Linked DNA regions of Triticum aestivum: region 1 is linked to region 2. Evidence: chromatin contacts called from public Hi-C data. All regions are on one chromosome and are shown on one strand. The core of a region is the stretch at or near the end of the contact, and the rest is flanking DNA. Distances in the headings are between cores, read along the strand shown. Region 1 holds the start of LOC123166394. Region 2 holds the start of LOC123168005.

The links. A called contact is a pair of places that touch in the nucleus more often than the background predicts.
Region 1: a Hi-C map of leaf shows a contact between it and region 2, with 4 times the contacts expected there. The contact joins the promoter of LOC123166394 here to the promoter of LOC123168005 in region 2. A contact is called at or near these places in 3 of 5 Hi-C or Micro-C datasets (all in leaf).

Annotation. Positions count from the first base shown.
Region 1 is chr7D:404,247,827-404,255,197 of IWGSC CS RefSeq v2.1, forward strand. LOC123166394 reads left to right here and starts at 6,105. Exons shown (of 10, transcript XM_044584193.1): 1 at 6,105-7,172. The coding sequence starts at 6,624.
Region 2 is chr7D:403,954,290-403,961,197 of IWGSC CS RefSeq v2.1, forward strand. It overlaps LOC123168005, which reads right to left and starts at 5,131. Exons shown (of 3, transcript XM_044585867.1): 1 at 4,712-5,131; 2 at 1,763-1,877; 3 at 1,037-1,398. The coding sequence starts at 4,954. The coding sequence ends at 1,325.

The sequences.
Region 1 (7,371 bases), core at 4,855-7,354, 290 kb after region 2:
GCTGTCTTCTAGCAGCCGGCAGCTTGGACCAGTCGGCCAGAAGAAGGCGGCGCTTTGGTCTTTGATTCTTGAGGGGCGCAGCCGGCCCTGATGTCTTGAAATACCATGGGAGGCTGATGAGGCTACCCGTGGTCATTTACTCCGACAACTATCTACAAAGCTCGACTTGTCGCAAAAGGTTTTTCGACAAGTTCAAGGTGTTGACTACGATGAGATTTTCTCACTCGTAGCGGTGCTTAAGTGTGTCCGAATCATGTTAGCAATTGCCACATTTTATGAAATCTGGCAAATAGATGTAAAAACTTTATTCCTTAATGGATTTACTAAAGAAGAGTTGTATATGATGCAACCAAAAGGTTTTGTCGATCCTAAAGGTGCTAACAAAGTGTGCAAACTCCAGCGATCCATCTATGGACTGGTGCAAACATCTCGGAGTTGGAATATACGCTTTGATAAGGTGATCAAAGCATATGGTTTTATACAGACTTATGATGAAGCCTGTATTTACAAAAGAGTGAGTGGGAGCTCTATAGCATTTCTAATATTATATGTGGATGACATATTGTTGATTGGAAATGATGTAGAATTTTTGGATAGCATAAAAGGATACTTGAATAAAAGTTTTTCAATGGAAGACCTCGGTGAAGGTACTTATATATTGGGCATCAAGATCTATAGGGATAGATCGAGACGCTTAATAGGACTTCCTCAAAGCACATACCTTGACAAGATTTTGAAGAAGTTCAAAATGGATCAGTCAAAGAAAGGGTTCTTGCCTGTACTGTAAGGTGTGAAGTTGAGTAAAGACTCAAAACCCGACCACAGCAGAAGATAAAGAAAGAATGAAAGTCATTCCCTATGCCTTAGCCATAGGTATGCCATGCTGTGTACCAGACTTATCGTGTACCTTGCCATGAGTTTGGCAAGGGGGTACAATAGTGATCCAGGAAAGTATTGGGAACTACCTGATCGTTTTCGTTGATAGGAAAAGCATGCCTCCCAAAATGTTTTTATCTCTAACCTTTTCTCTTTGAGCTCTGGCACCTCTACAAATCCCTACTTCCCTCCGTGAAGGGCCTTTCTTTTACTTTATGCAATTTTTATTTTTCATTTAAGTCTCCATCTTCTCTTATAAAGCACCAACTAAGGGGCACTATGATCGTACTTGAGCATTGGGTGTAGCTAATATGCGAGTGTGTTTCATTAATGGATCAATGATTGAGCATAATGGGCTAGGGATAACTTATTTTAGCGTTGATATTTTGAAAGACATGGTTGCTTGTTGATATGCTTGAGTATTGAAATTCTCATGTTAAAACTAGACTATTCCTTTGAACCATATAAAAGTCCAAATGTCCATGCTACAAAGAAAAGAATGTGTGATGAGCATGTTAGGCAGCATTCCACATCAAAAATTCTGTTTTTATCATTTACCTACTCGAGGACGAGCAGGAATTAAGCTTGGGGATGCTGATACGTCTCCAACGTATCTATAATTTTTGATTGTTCCATGCTGTTATATTATCATTCTTGGATGTTTTACAATCGTCATTTTATATTTTTTTTGGGTACTAACCTATTGACATAGTGCCAAGTGCCTGTTGCTATTTTATACATGTTTTTTTACATCGCAGGAAATCAATACCAAACGGAGTCCAAATGCAGTGAAACTTTTTGTGGAATTTTTATGGACCAGAAGACACCCAATGGGCCGGAGAAGCACCTGGGGGTGCCCCAAGGGGGGCACAACCCACCAGGGCGTGCCTGGGGGCCCCCAGGCGTGCCCAGGTGGGTTGTGCCCACCTTGGGGGCCTCCTGCACCGCCTCTTTGCTCTATAAATACTCCAATATAACAGAAACCCTAGGGGAGTCGACGAAAATCAATTCCAGCCGCCGCAAGTTCCAGAACCACTAGATCCAATCTAGATACCATTACGGAGGGGTTCATCATGTCCATTGGTGCCTCTCCAATGATGTGTGAGTAGTTCATTGTAGACCTACGAGTCCGTAGTGAAGGAAATATGCCCTAGAGGCAATAATAAAGTTGTTATTTTATATTTCCTTATATCATGATAAATGTTTATTATTCATGCTAGAATTGTATTAACCGGAAACTTGATACATGTGTGGATACATAGACAAAACACCATGTCCCTAGTAAGCCTCTACTAGACTAGCTCGTTAATCAAAGATGGTTAAGTTTCCTAACCATAGACATGTGTTGTCATTTGATGAACGGGATCACATCATTAGGAGAATGATGTGATGGACAAGACCCATCCGTTAGCTTAGCTGATCGTTCAGTTTTATTGCTATTGCTTTCTTCATGTCATATACATATTCCTTTGACTATGAGATTATGCAACTCCCGGATGCCGGAGGAATACCTTGTGTGCTATCAAACGTCACAACATAACTGGGTGATTATAAAGATGCTCTACAGGTATCTCCGAAGATGTTTTTTGGGTTGGCATAGATCGAGATTAGGATTTGTCACTCCGAGTATCGAAGAGGTATCTTTGGGCCCTCTCGGTAATGCACATCATAATAAGCCTTGCAAGCAATGTGACTAATGAGTTAGTTGCGGGATGATGTATTACGGAACGAGTAAAGAGACTTCCCGGTAACGAGATTGAACTAGGTATGTAGATACCGACGATCGAATCTCGGGCAAGTAACATACCGATGACAAAGGGAATAACGTGTGTTGTCATTACGGTACGACCGATAAAGATCTTCGTAGAATATGTAGGAACCAAGATGAGCATTCAGGTTCCGCTGTTGGTTATTGGCCGGAAAGGTGTCTCGAACCCGTAGGGTCCGCATGCTTAACGTTCGATGACGATTTTGTATTATATGAGTTATGTTATTTGGTGACTGAATGTTGTTCAGAGTCCCGGATGAGATCACAGACATGACAAGGAGTCTCAAAATGGTCGAGAGGTAAAGATTCATATATAGGACGATGATATTCGGACACCGGAAGTGTTCTGGGGGTGCCGGGTACATATCGGGTCACCGAAAGGGGTTTCGGGCAACCCCCCGGCAACTATATGGGCCTAATGGGCCAAGAGGGAAAATGCAGCAGCCAGCATGGGCTGCTGCGCCCCCATATGAGCCGCACCTGAGGGAGAAGGAAAGAGGGGAAGAGAGAACGAAGGGGAGGGATTCGGCCTCCCCCTTCCTTCCCTCCTCCCTCCTCCTTCCTCCCCCCTCCGAAAGTTATGGTAGGGGGGGGGAATTGCACTAGGGCCCCAAGTAGGATTCCTCCTACTTGGGCGCCCCTTGGCTGTCCTCCTCCCCCTCCCACCTATATATACGCGGGGAGGGGGCGCCTAGATTACACACGAACATCTGTTAGCCGTGTGCGGTGCCCCTCTCCACAGTTTACGCCTCCGTTCATATTCACATAGTGCTTAGGCGAAGCCCTGCGCGGATTACTTCACCATCACCGTCACCATGTCGTCGTGCTGACGGAACTCTCCCTCGACACTTTGCTAGATCAAGAGTTCGAAGGACGTCATCGAGCTGAACGTGTGCAGAACTCGGAGGTGCCGTATGTTCGGTGCTTGATTGGTCAGAACGAGAAGAAGTTCGACTACATCAACCGCGTTGTCAAACGCTTCCGCTTTCGGTCTACGAGGGTACGTGGACACACTCTCCCCCTCTCGTTGTTATGCATCTCCTAGATAGATCTTGCACGAGCGTAGGCAATTTTTTGAAATTGCATGCTACGTTTCCCAACACGTAGTTAGTAGCTAGATGGATTCCTCTCTATCTTTTGATTCTCAATACAATGGTCTCTTGGAGATCCATATGATGTAATTCTTTTTGCGGTGTGTTTGTTGGGATCCGATGAACTTTGAGTTTATGAACATATCTATCTTTTTATACATGAAAGTTATTTGAGTCTTCTTTGATCTATTATATGCATGATTGCTTATAGCCTCGTATTTCTTCTTCGATATTTGAGTTTTTTTGGTCAACTTGATCTATTTATCTTGCAATGGGAATAGGTGCTTTGTGATGGGTTCGATCTTACGGTGCTTGATCCCAGTGACAGAAGGGGAACCGACACGTATGTATCATTGCTATTAAGGATAACAAGATGAGGTTTACTAATCTTGGACGTGATGCCTATGTAATGATCATTGCCTGGATATCGTCATGATTATTTGAAGTTTTATCAATTGCCCAACTGTATTTCGTTTACCCACCGTTTGCTATTTTTCTCGAGAGAAGCCACTAGTGAAATCTACGGCCCCGGGTCTCTTCTTTATTATATTTGCCTTCGTGATCTATTTTTATTTGCTTTATTTTCAGATCTATTAAACCAAAAATACAAAAATACCTTGCTACAATTTATTCTTATTTATTTTACCTCGCGTACCCGCGAGATCTATTTATCCAATCTATCATAATTTTATCCCGTCTACTTGCCAATTTCTGGGTCCGTTGCCCGAAAGGGATTGACAACCCCTTTAGTATGTCGGGTTGCGAGTATTTGTTATTTGTGTGCAGGTGCCGTTGGGTGGTTCTCCTACTGGTTCGATAACCTTGGTCTCATCACTGAGGGAAATACCTACAGTTGTTGTGCTGCATCATTCCTTCCTCTTTGGGAAAATACCGACGTAGTTCAAGCAAACATCAGATATCATTAAGTGTAATGATGATCCTAAAACAATATTGAGATTATGATGTTAGAAGAACGATCATATTGAATCAACCCAATCTTATTTGTTATGAATTGAGTTAATATCGTCTGCATTCAATTGTAATAACATGGAGTGTTAATGTGTGATATTGCTCCTTAGACCATGGGAGCATCATGGTCACTTCTTGGAGATTGTTGACGGAAACATGCATGGACCGATTTGTTTGCTAGTGCATACAGAGAGAAATAGTCCATACAAAACCGAAGAGAATGTTGTCTCCGGCGTGCGTGTCCGGGCCGGCTAGGCGGGCGCAAGCATCCACCATTGCCGGCGTGGGGGAGCAGCAGCCGGCGGGGGCAGAGGACGGCGTGGGGGAGGCACAAACTCCGCAGCCCGTGCGGAGCCAAGCGCGGGTCAGGAGGAGCCAGCTAGCGTCCTTGTTGCGCATACGGGGGAGAGGCGAGGCGGCCGATCTGGAACTGCCACCTGTGTCCACCTTAGACCTCTCGAGGGCAATGCGAAGGGCCAACTTCCCGTCGGAGTCGGAGGAGGAATGGCTGCCGGCGCTCGACATGGTCGCTGCAGTCGCCGGAGTCGTCGGAGTGGATTGAATTGGAGAAATCGAAGGGGAGAAGAAGAGACGGATCGAGAGTGGAGTGAGCTAGGGTTTCCGGACTGGGGATATTTGTGGGGTCGGGGTGGGCCGAGTCCGATGTGGCGGACACCCCCGGGCAGCCCCATATGCGCCCTATATTTGGGCTGGATATGAGGGGCGTCGGACAACCCGGACGTTTGAGGCCATTTAAGGCGCCCGTCTGAATCAGATTTTGGTGACCGGTCAGTGACCGTGCGGACCGTCCGGGCGTTTGAGGCTGGCTTGGAGCGCCCGGGTGTAGATGCTCTTATACTATTTTTTGATGGCAAATAGTACAATATACTTGGGTCTAGCTGTCTCGTACGTTATTGAGAAAAACAAAACTGTTTCACAAAAATCAAGTAGGTAATTAATCACAAAGTTAGCACATGGACTGGACCTTGCAACAAAATAATTGAACCTTGAACCAACCTTGATTTCTCTCGCTATATACAGCTTGTCACTCCTTTTATTCACAGCTAGTACCACTAATTTATCATATCTCTAACCACGCCCTCTTCACCATAATTGTACGTGTGCTATTCATCTGTTGACTTCTTCTAATTTCCTGCCAATGTTTTTGGATGCTTTTGACACGGCCAAGTTTGACAAAACCAGAGGGAATCAAAGATCACATGGCTAAGCAATTGAATAGAGATTCGAGTTTCCCGATTTTCCAAAAACTGTCTGCGCCCTTGATTCCCAATTTCTTTCTTCATATAAAAATAAAAGTAAAACAGGAACTAACGTCTCCTTCTCTCCCTCTCGCTGACAATTTCTCTCTCTCTCTCTCTCTCTCTCTCTCTGCCCTCTCCCTTTTTTTCACCAACCAAAAAGGAGAAGGGAAGGGAAGCAGAAGACCGGGTACTTGCAACAGACCAAACAAAAGGACCCAAGAAAAAGGCCAGCACTCAGGAAGGAGAGAGGGAGGGAGGGAGATCTGCGGGGCGACGCGTTGCGGTTTTCCGGCGGCAAGGTTCGATTTTGATCCCAGCCCACCCCGGATTCCCCGCCCCGGTTCGTCCCTGCCCAACTCGCGCCGCTTCCACTCAAGTGCTCCAAGAAGATCCCGATTTCCGTTGCAGTTGTGGAGTCCCAGTTCCAGTGGTCGTTGCCGCCGGTTCCTGGCCACGCGCTCCCTGATTCGGAAGTTGCTGGAGCGGAGGGGGACTTCCTCCGGCTCCCGAGTGTCTGCCTTCTGATTTGGATCTGCGGAGGAGCCCGGATTGGCGCTCCAACTTGGGGAGCAATGAGGGCCTGATGCGGGAGAAAGTTTCTTCAAGTCGTCGTCTTGATTCTCTTGGAGTAGGGTTTCCTGCCGGGATCCTTATCCCATGGGATGCGTCAGTTCGAAGCAATTCCATGGCGGCGACGAGTGTGGCGGCGAGGGGAAGCCTCGCCGCCGCCCATCCAGCAACTCGCTGAGGCGTCTGGTTAGTTACAACTCCAGCAAGAGGCACGAGGACTTGGAGGAGGATGAAGAAGAAGGGGGAGTTGTGGCAGCCACGTCCTCCAGCGTGGGGCACCGTGTTGCCAAAGATGCCAGCACGGCCAGGCTGATTCGGAAGCCCCCTGCGCCGGTGGTCGATGCAGTGGTGCCGCTGCCAGAGGAAGTGGCCGCAACCGCCGCTAGCGTTGTCGATGTGGAGAGGGCGGTTGCTGCCCCTGTGAATCGCAGGCGTGCTCCAAATGGCGTCGCAGAGCAAGAACCAAGGAGTGGTGGCATCAGGGGTGAGGTGAAGCCAAGGATCATAGATGTGCCGAATGGAGTGGTGGGGGAGCATGTGGCGGCTGGCTGGCCGAGGTGGCTTACGGAGGTGGCAACAGAGGCGGTCCGTGGGTGGCAGCCTCGCAAGGCAGAGTCCTTCGAGAAGTTGGACAAGGTTCATCCTTACCACAAATTTATCATCTTGTTTCTCTTTCAAGACCTTCATTAGCCATCTATGTTCTGAATTGTGTTTGGGTGTGATTTAGTGTGAATGTTTCAAAGCGCTTGAACATTTTCCAATGGCATAGGACATTCTGTCAGTTGCAATAGTGTAAATACATCTAGATCCCATAAGCTTTGTCGTGGTGCAGTTA
Region 2 (6,908 bases), core at 3,881-6,380:
GGACTGAAAGGCTTTGTTGTTGTTCTCGTTGTCTGCAGCCACATTTATGTTACGGGTGTGGCTAGGTCTCAGTCGACTAAGATTTAACGAAGCCTCATTCAAGTGACATAATTTGCAAGAAAGAAAAAGAAAAAACTAAAAAGAAAATTTTGCACAAATCTCGGATATAGCATCGACTGAGACATAACCAAGTCTCAGTAGACTGAGATTTAGCAAGACTGTTATATTAATCTAATGAGCATGTTCAACCTATCTAAGTTTTACATATATTAAGGTAGAGATGATATGCAAACCTATACCTAGTCTATGCTATGCCTAGGCACATAGAAAACTTAATAGAAGGACTAGAAATATGCTAGTGGCACAATGTGCAAGCACTTGCTCATGTCTGCCATGGTGCATTGAATTTTCTCTCCTCTTTGTCTTTGTTGTTATGCTGCATGGTGGATGTACTAAGACATGACAACAAGTACTTAGTAATCATCAATTGGCTGCTACAAGTCGGTCGCCAATGGCGTCTGAAAAGCCCACTTTTGTATGATGCAAATGCCCAAGGCAGAGGAGAGCAAAGCCATCCAGGACCACTGCCTGCCTGCCTGCCTTTGGCTCTGAATCTAGGAACACCAAAAGCAGCCAATGCAGAGCTTGGCAAGTTGCAGTGTCTGTTAGAACAAAGTAGAAATGCCTGGCTATGCATGCAGAAATCAATCCCCTAGAGATGCATAGTTTATGGTTTCTAGTTAGGGAGCCTTGCTGGTCCAACAAATGTTGATTTGCTTTCTGCCATAGGAAGAGTTATATGAGGAAAAAGGAGGAAGATATGGTCCTTTTGTTTTGTTTGACTGAGAAAAACAAACCTGTTAAACAGTAGCCATTTCCCCTTATAAACAGGGATGTGTCCTTCGATTCCCGCCTGTTTCTATTCCTTTTTATTTTTTACCAAGAACATCAGTTCTATTTTCTCGAGAGACAAATGAATCTCCAATGATTGGTGTAACTAAGCGAACGGGGATGTGGATGCAAACATGACATCCAATGAAGGACCATAATCTCTTTCAGAAATATGGGAATTTGGGCACAAACACTAACTTTTATCTTTTACAAATTTAGACGAATACAAAAGACTTCTGAGAACAAAGATCTGCATATAATGCAAGCATTTTTACTAGTGGAAAATACATGAAACTTCAAAATTAGACAGACAACACCCGCCTTATAAAGCATAAACAAGTCCTGGAAACTAGCCAGACCACACCCGTATTCTGAATCATAAACAGGTCCTCCAGAGCCTAGCACAGCAACTTGTTCCATGGCACTTCGGTAATCAGCGAAACCGCCGGGAGCTATCCTCACTTCCCAGTCCAAGGGATCTCTGTGCATTGGCAATCCCTTCTTCATCTGAAAGAGGTGCAGTCAAAGCAGAAATAAGCAATTGTGTTGTAATTGAAAAAACAACGAGGGGCACATAACATAAGTGAACTATAGTTAAAGTTATCTTGATATCTGGGCATCTGGCACATATTTTAGATTAACATAATATTGATCCGCTAACAGTGACCAACGCATTTGAGAAGAAAAAAATGTTATTTAGTCGGTTTTATTCTTGGTACGGGAATAGGATATCAATAACGGTGTTATTTTTTAGGAGTACTTAATTTATTCACTAGGAGGAAATGCTGAATTGTGTTATACAGAACAACAACGAATAGGATCAGAGTAAACCAGGTTAATACAATACTATCTTGCCATTGACTGAGCTCACCCCAGAACTGTGTGAAGATCTTGAAGAAAAAGTTCACATTACGGGAGACACTGTATGCCATCACAGGAGGAAGAGGCTTGACAAGTGTGTCCACCGTGAAAACTCTCCGCAGAAACTGCAAAACAAAGGGCTTCTTGTCAGACAATTAACCAACAACGAACAAAATAAGTACAAGATTCCTTTATTTCAAAATCAATTATCCTCGATAGGAGGGATTTGTTGATTTTCTTATCCGTCTAGACATCTAAATAAACTTCGAAGTGAATGAAACATTAGGACCACACAAAGTGAATGAAGTATTAGGAATCACACACAATGACAATATCTATCTTTTACCAAATAAGAAGTCAATATCTCTGTGATAGTTCTTATGCACAATATCAGGATCGCCTGTTTGCAACCCCTCCTCTCTGGGTTGACGTGTAACAAGGGGTATGCCTCTTTGGGGGGATGAGTCGCAAACCAAACAATTCCGGGTCGACGGCCATGGTAGGACATAGTTTTTTCATTGAGATTACTAGTACCATTTTTTTTCACTCACGCCAATTTTTAGAGGCTAAAAGTTTTGATATAGCAAAGAAGTACTACCTCCGTCTAGGTGAATAAGTCATTCGCGTAGTTCTAGGTCATCAATTTGAGGAATTAAATATGTGTTATATGTCATGAAAAGTATATCACTAGATTTCTACACAGATGTAGTTTCTAAATATATATTTTTTGTCACATATAATACATATTTAGATAGTTAAATCGTCGACCTAGAACTACGCGAATGACTTGTTCACCGAGACGGGGGTAGTATAGAAGATCAAGTGTCTAAATTGTAAAACAAATGGAAAAAGTTGGCATGTGACTTGCTGGGTTGGCCTAGCACAGCACACACATCTCTCTTATTTTGACGTACTCCAGCCCTAGCATCTTATTCTTACCCTCAACCACCAAGTCCTGAACACCATGTGTTAATTATATTCTAACCATCAGTCTCTCAGCTCCCACCAACACCCATCCTGCTGTCACTTCCGATCCCTCCATCCACCAGCAATAGATTGAAGCGCCGCTGTGGTTCTCTGACAAAGAATCAAAGGCAACCACAGGTACGCCAAGCGCAGGAAAGGGGCGGGCAACATCCAAGCATGGTCATGGTGCCACCATGGTAATAGCGGGATGAGGAGCCCAAGTGACACACAACGACGACTTCGTGCGAGTTCTCATTTGGGATCAAGAGCAACTGTTTTGGGCCGTGTTAAGTCCGTCAACCCACCGTGACCCCTACTTACTCGACACTAACCCTTGACTGGGGTGATTGATCATAGGTCAAGGGATGTGGCGTCGACCCATGATCCCTGTTTCTATGGGTAGGACTACTATGATGAACAAGTTAGTACAGAGTCAAGAAAAACTGTGATAAAGGCCATGCAGGGTAGAGGATACTCGGACATGGCCTTCCATTTACACAACTGTGCTTGTCAGTGGCAAATTATTTACTTGAACTAAAACTATGTTTTCTCGATATCTTGAGGAAAACAATATGGTCACCTGAATTAAGCTGGAAACCATGATATGAGAGAAACCAAGAGTTCTCTGTGATTTCTTATGCACAACATCAGGATCTCCTGTTTGCAACCCCTCCTCTCCGGGTTGAGGTGCAAGTACTATTTTTTTCACCCACGCCAATTTTTAGAGGTTAAAAGTTTTAATATAGCAAAGAAGTATACAAGGTCAAATATCTAAAATGTAAAACAAATGGAAAAAGTGGCATGTGACTTAACCCTCCAGCCCATACATCTCTCTTCTCTTCACGTACTCCAGCCCTAGCATCTTTACCGTCGACCCCCAAGTCCTGAACACCACGCATTAATTATAAACTAACCATCCGTCTCTCTGCTTCCTCCCTAGCATCTTTACCATCGACCCCCAAGTCCTGAACACCACGCATTAATTCTAAACTAACCATCCGTCTCTCTGCTTCCTCCAACACCCACCCTGCTGTCACTTCCGACCCCTCCATCCACAAGCAACAGATGAAGCACCACTGCGGTTGTCTGACAAAGAATCAAATGTAACCACAGGTATATTAAGCGCAGGAAAGTGCCGGGCAACATCCAAGCACGATCATGGGGCCGCGATGGTAACTGCAGGATGAGGAGCGCCAAGTGACACACAATGACGACTGCATAGTGCGAATTCTCATTGGGTATCGAGAGCAACAGTTTTGGGCCATGTTAAGTCCGTCAACCCACGGTGACCCCTAGTTACTCGACACTAACTCCGGATTGGGGTGATCGACCCCAGGTCAAGGGACGCGGCGTTGACCCATGATCGCTGTTTCTATGGGTAGGACTACTATGATGAACAAGCTAGCACAGATGTCAGGAAAAACTGTGATGAAAGCCATGCAGGGTAGAGGATACTTGGACATGGCCTTCCATTTACACAACTGTACTTGTCAGTGGCAAATTATTTACTTGAACTAAAAGTATTTTTTGTCGATATCTTGAGTAAAATAATATGGTCACCTTAATTAAGATGAAAACCATGATATGAGAGAAACCAATAGTTAGCAATTGTGGGGCTGTTTATTTCATCTAATACAGTTTACAAATTTGTGTTGCTATTGAACCTTTGTCTTAATTATTGTGGTTAGGGTTATGACGGTAAAAGGTGAAGTGCAATCTTGTGAATTTTGGCCAACAATGTTCAGTTGGTTTTGCAGTGCCTCTATCCAAAAAACCAAATCTACTGTTTCAGTTTTACTACCATTAGGTCCATTACCAGTTGATTGAACCCTAAACTTGTTAATTAATCCTGAGGAAATTCCTTCTGTTACAACTGCAGCCTCTGAGAGTTCACAATTCGTCGAACACCTAGAGCGAATCGCCCAACAGCAATAAACAAGGAAGAGGCATAGGGGGAGGGAAGAGATTGGTGCGTGGCGCGGGCGGGGCATACCCTGCTGTTGCGCTGGAAGGAGTAGCGCAGCTCGGGGTCGATCTCGTCCTCCTCGAAGTCGTCGACGGCGAGGTCGAGGTCCGGGCGCTTGCTGCGTGGCATGTTCATGGTGGGCGTCTCCCCTGGGTTGCTGGTGACGGTGACCTTCCCCTCGCGGCTCATCCTGGACGCCTCGTCGTCCTCCTCTGCCTCCCCCGTCCGCCATGGCGCCGACGACAGCAGCTCCTTCCTCTTCCTCACCATCGTCCCCTCCTTTCTTCTCGCGTGTTGTCGTTTGCTTTCGGTTTGGTTTTGCGAGGAGGAAGGAAGGGGATGACGATGACGAGAGGATGAGGTAGGAAAAGCTTTCCGTTGGGCTCTGGTGGGTCGGATTGGAGAGGAAGTGGACTTTTGTGGGCTGAATCACGTGCTTTAGCTCCGGGATGCACGCGATGGATGTCGTATGGGCCGGCCCATTTTACGTTTATTTATCGTTTTTTCCTTCTTTCATTTTTTGTTTTTTCTTTTCCTTTTTCCCTTTTCCTTTTCTCTTTTTATTTTCTTTAATTTTTTTCACGTGTTTTTGGGAATTTTATTTTCAAATTCGCCAACATTTTTTGTTCATCCTATTCAAAAAATGTTCATCGAATTCATTTTTTGTTCATCATATTTTAAAAACTTTCATCAAAATTCAAAATATGTTCATCGTATTCACAATTTGTTCATCATTTTCAAAAAATACTCATCAAATTCTAAAAATATTCATCAAATTCAAATTTTGATCATGGAATTCAAAATTTGTTCATCATTTTTTTTCAAAAAAAAATGTTCATCTAACTCAAAAAATGTTGATCCTATTCAAATTTTGTTCACTATAATTTTTAAAGATGTTCACCAAATTTAGAAACTTTCATCAATATCCAAATTCACTAGCATTTTTTGAATCAAGAGCATTTTTCAAATTCATGAATATTATTCGTATTCTGGGACATTTTTTGGCTCCACGAACTTTTCAAAATTCTCATTTTTTTTATTTGGAACTATTTCGAAACCTGAATTATTTAAATAAGTAAAAAATGAAAACGGAAAAAAGGGGGCGCCCCGCCGCCGCTCATGGGCCGGCCAAAATGGGCGCGTGAGGGGAGCAAGGGGTTCACGCTGTGACTCCCCCAGCACGCTGAATACGAAATCGCTAGTTGAGGAGTACTCGATGTAAAGATCACTCCAACTCCCCATGTTGCGACAAGTGACGCACATGCAGCGCGCCACTTGTCGCAACCTGAGAGTTTTTATCTCTCAAACCATGCGTCCAAATCTCAAACCGCTTTCACCGTTGGATTCCTCGCGTCGAAATCTTCAAGACTAGATCCCATGTTGACAGGTTTTGACGAACTTTTTTGTCAGGAAAAAACCGGACGAAAAAACCGAATCGGAAGCACGGGTTTTTCCCTTTCCGAAAGAGGCACGCCCGTGCCTCTCACGAAATCACAACTGTGCCTCTCGCGGAAACAAAACCATGACTCTCGCGGAAGGAGAAAAAAGCGAAAACGCGTTTTTTTTCGTTTCCGAGGAGGCACGGCCGTGACTCTCGCGAAAGCACACCCGTGCCTCTCGCGGAAGCAAAACCGTGAATCTCGCGAAAGGAAAAAAAACAGAAAACGCGTTTCTTTTTCGTTTCCGAGAGGCACGACCGTGACTCTCGTGAAAACCGTGCCTCTCGCGGAAGCAAAACCATGACTCTCGCGAAAGGAAAAAAAGAAAACACTTTTTTTCATTTCCGAGAGGCACGGCCGTGACTCTCGCGAAAGCACAACCGTGCCTCTCGCGGAAGCAAAACCGTGACTCTCGCGAAAGGAAAAAAACAGAAAACGCGTATTTTTCTGTTTCCGAGAGGCACGACCGTGCCTCTCGTGAAAGCAAAACCGTGGCTCTCGTGGAAGCAAAATTGTGACTCTTGTGAAAGAAAAAAAAACACGTTTTTTCGCGCCGGGAAAAAAACGTTTAAATAGCCGAAAACGCGTGTGAAAAAATTAAAAAAAATCAAAAGAAGCGCCCAGAGCGCGACACGTGACGAATGGCTAAGAGCGCGCCAAGTGTCGTTAATCGTTGCGAGGCTTCCGAAGAAGCGCTCGTTAACTAGTGGCTCCCCGCTGAATAGGAGGACCCTTGTGGGATGTCGTAGGCCCTTGCGTGTCAAAGTTGAATGGGTTGTCATTAA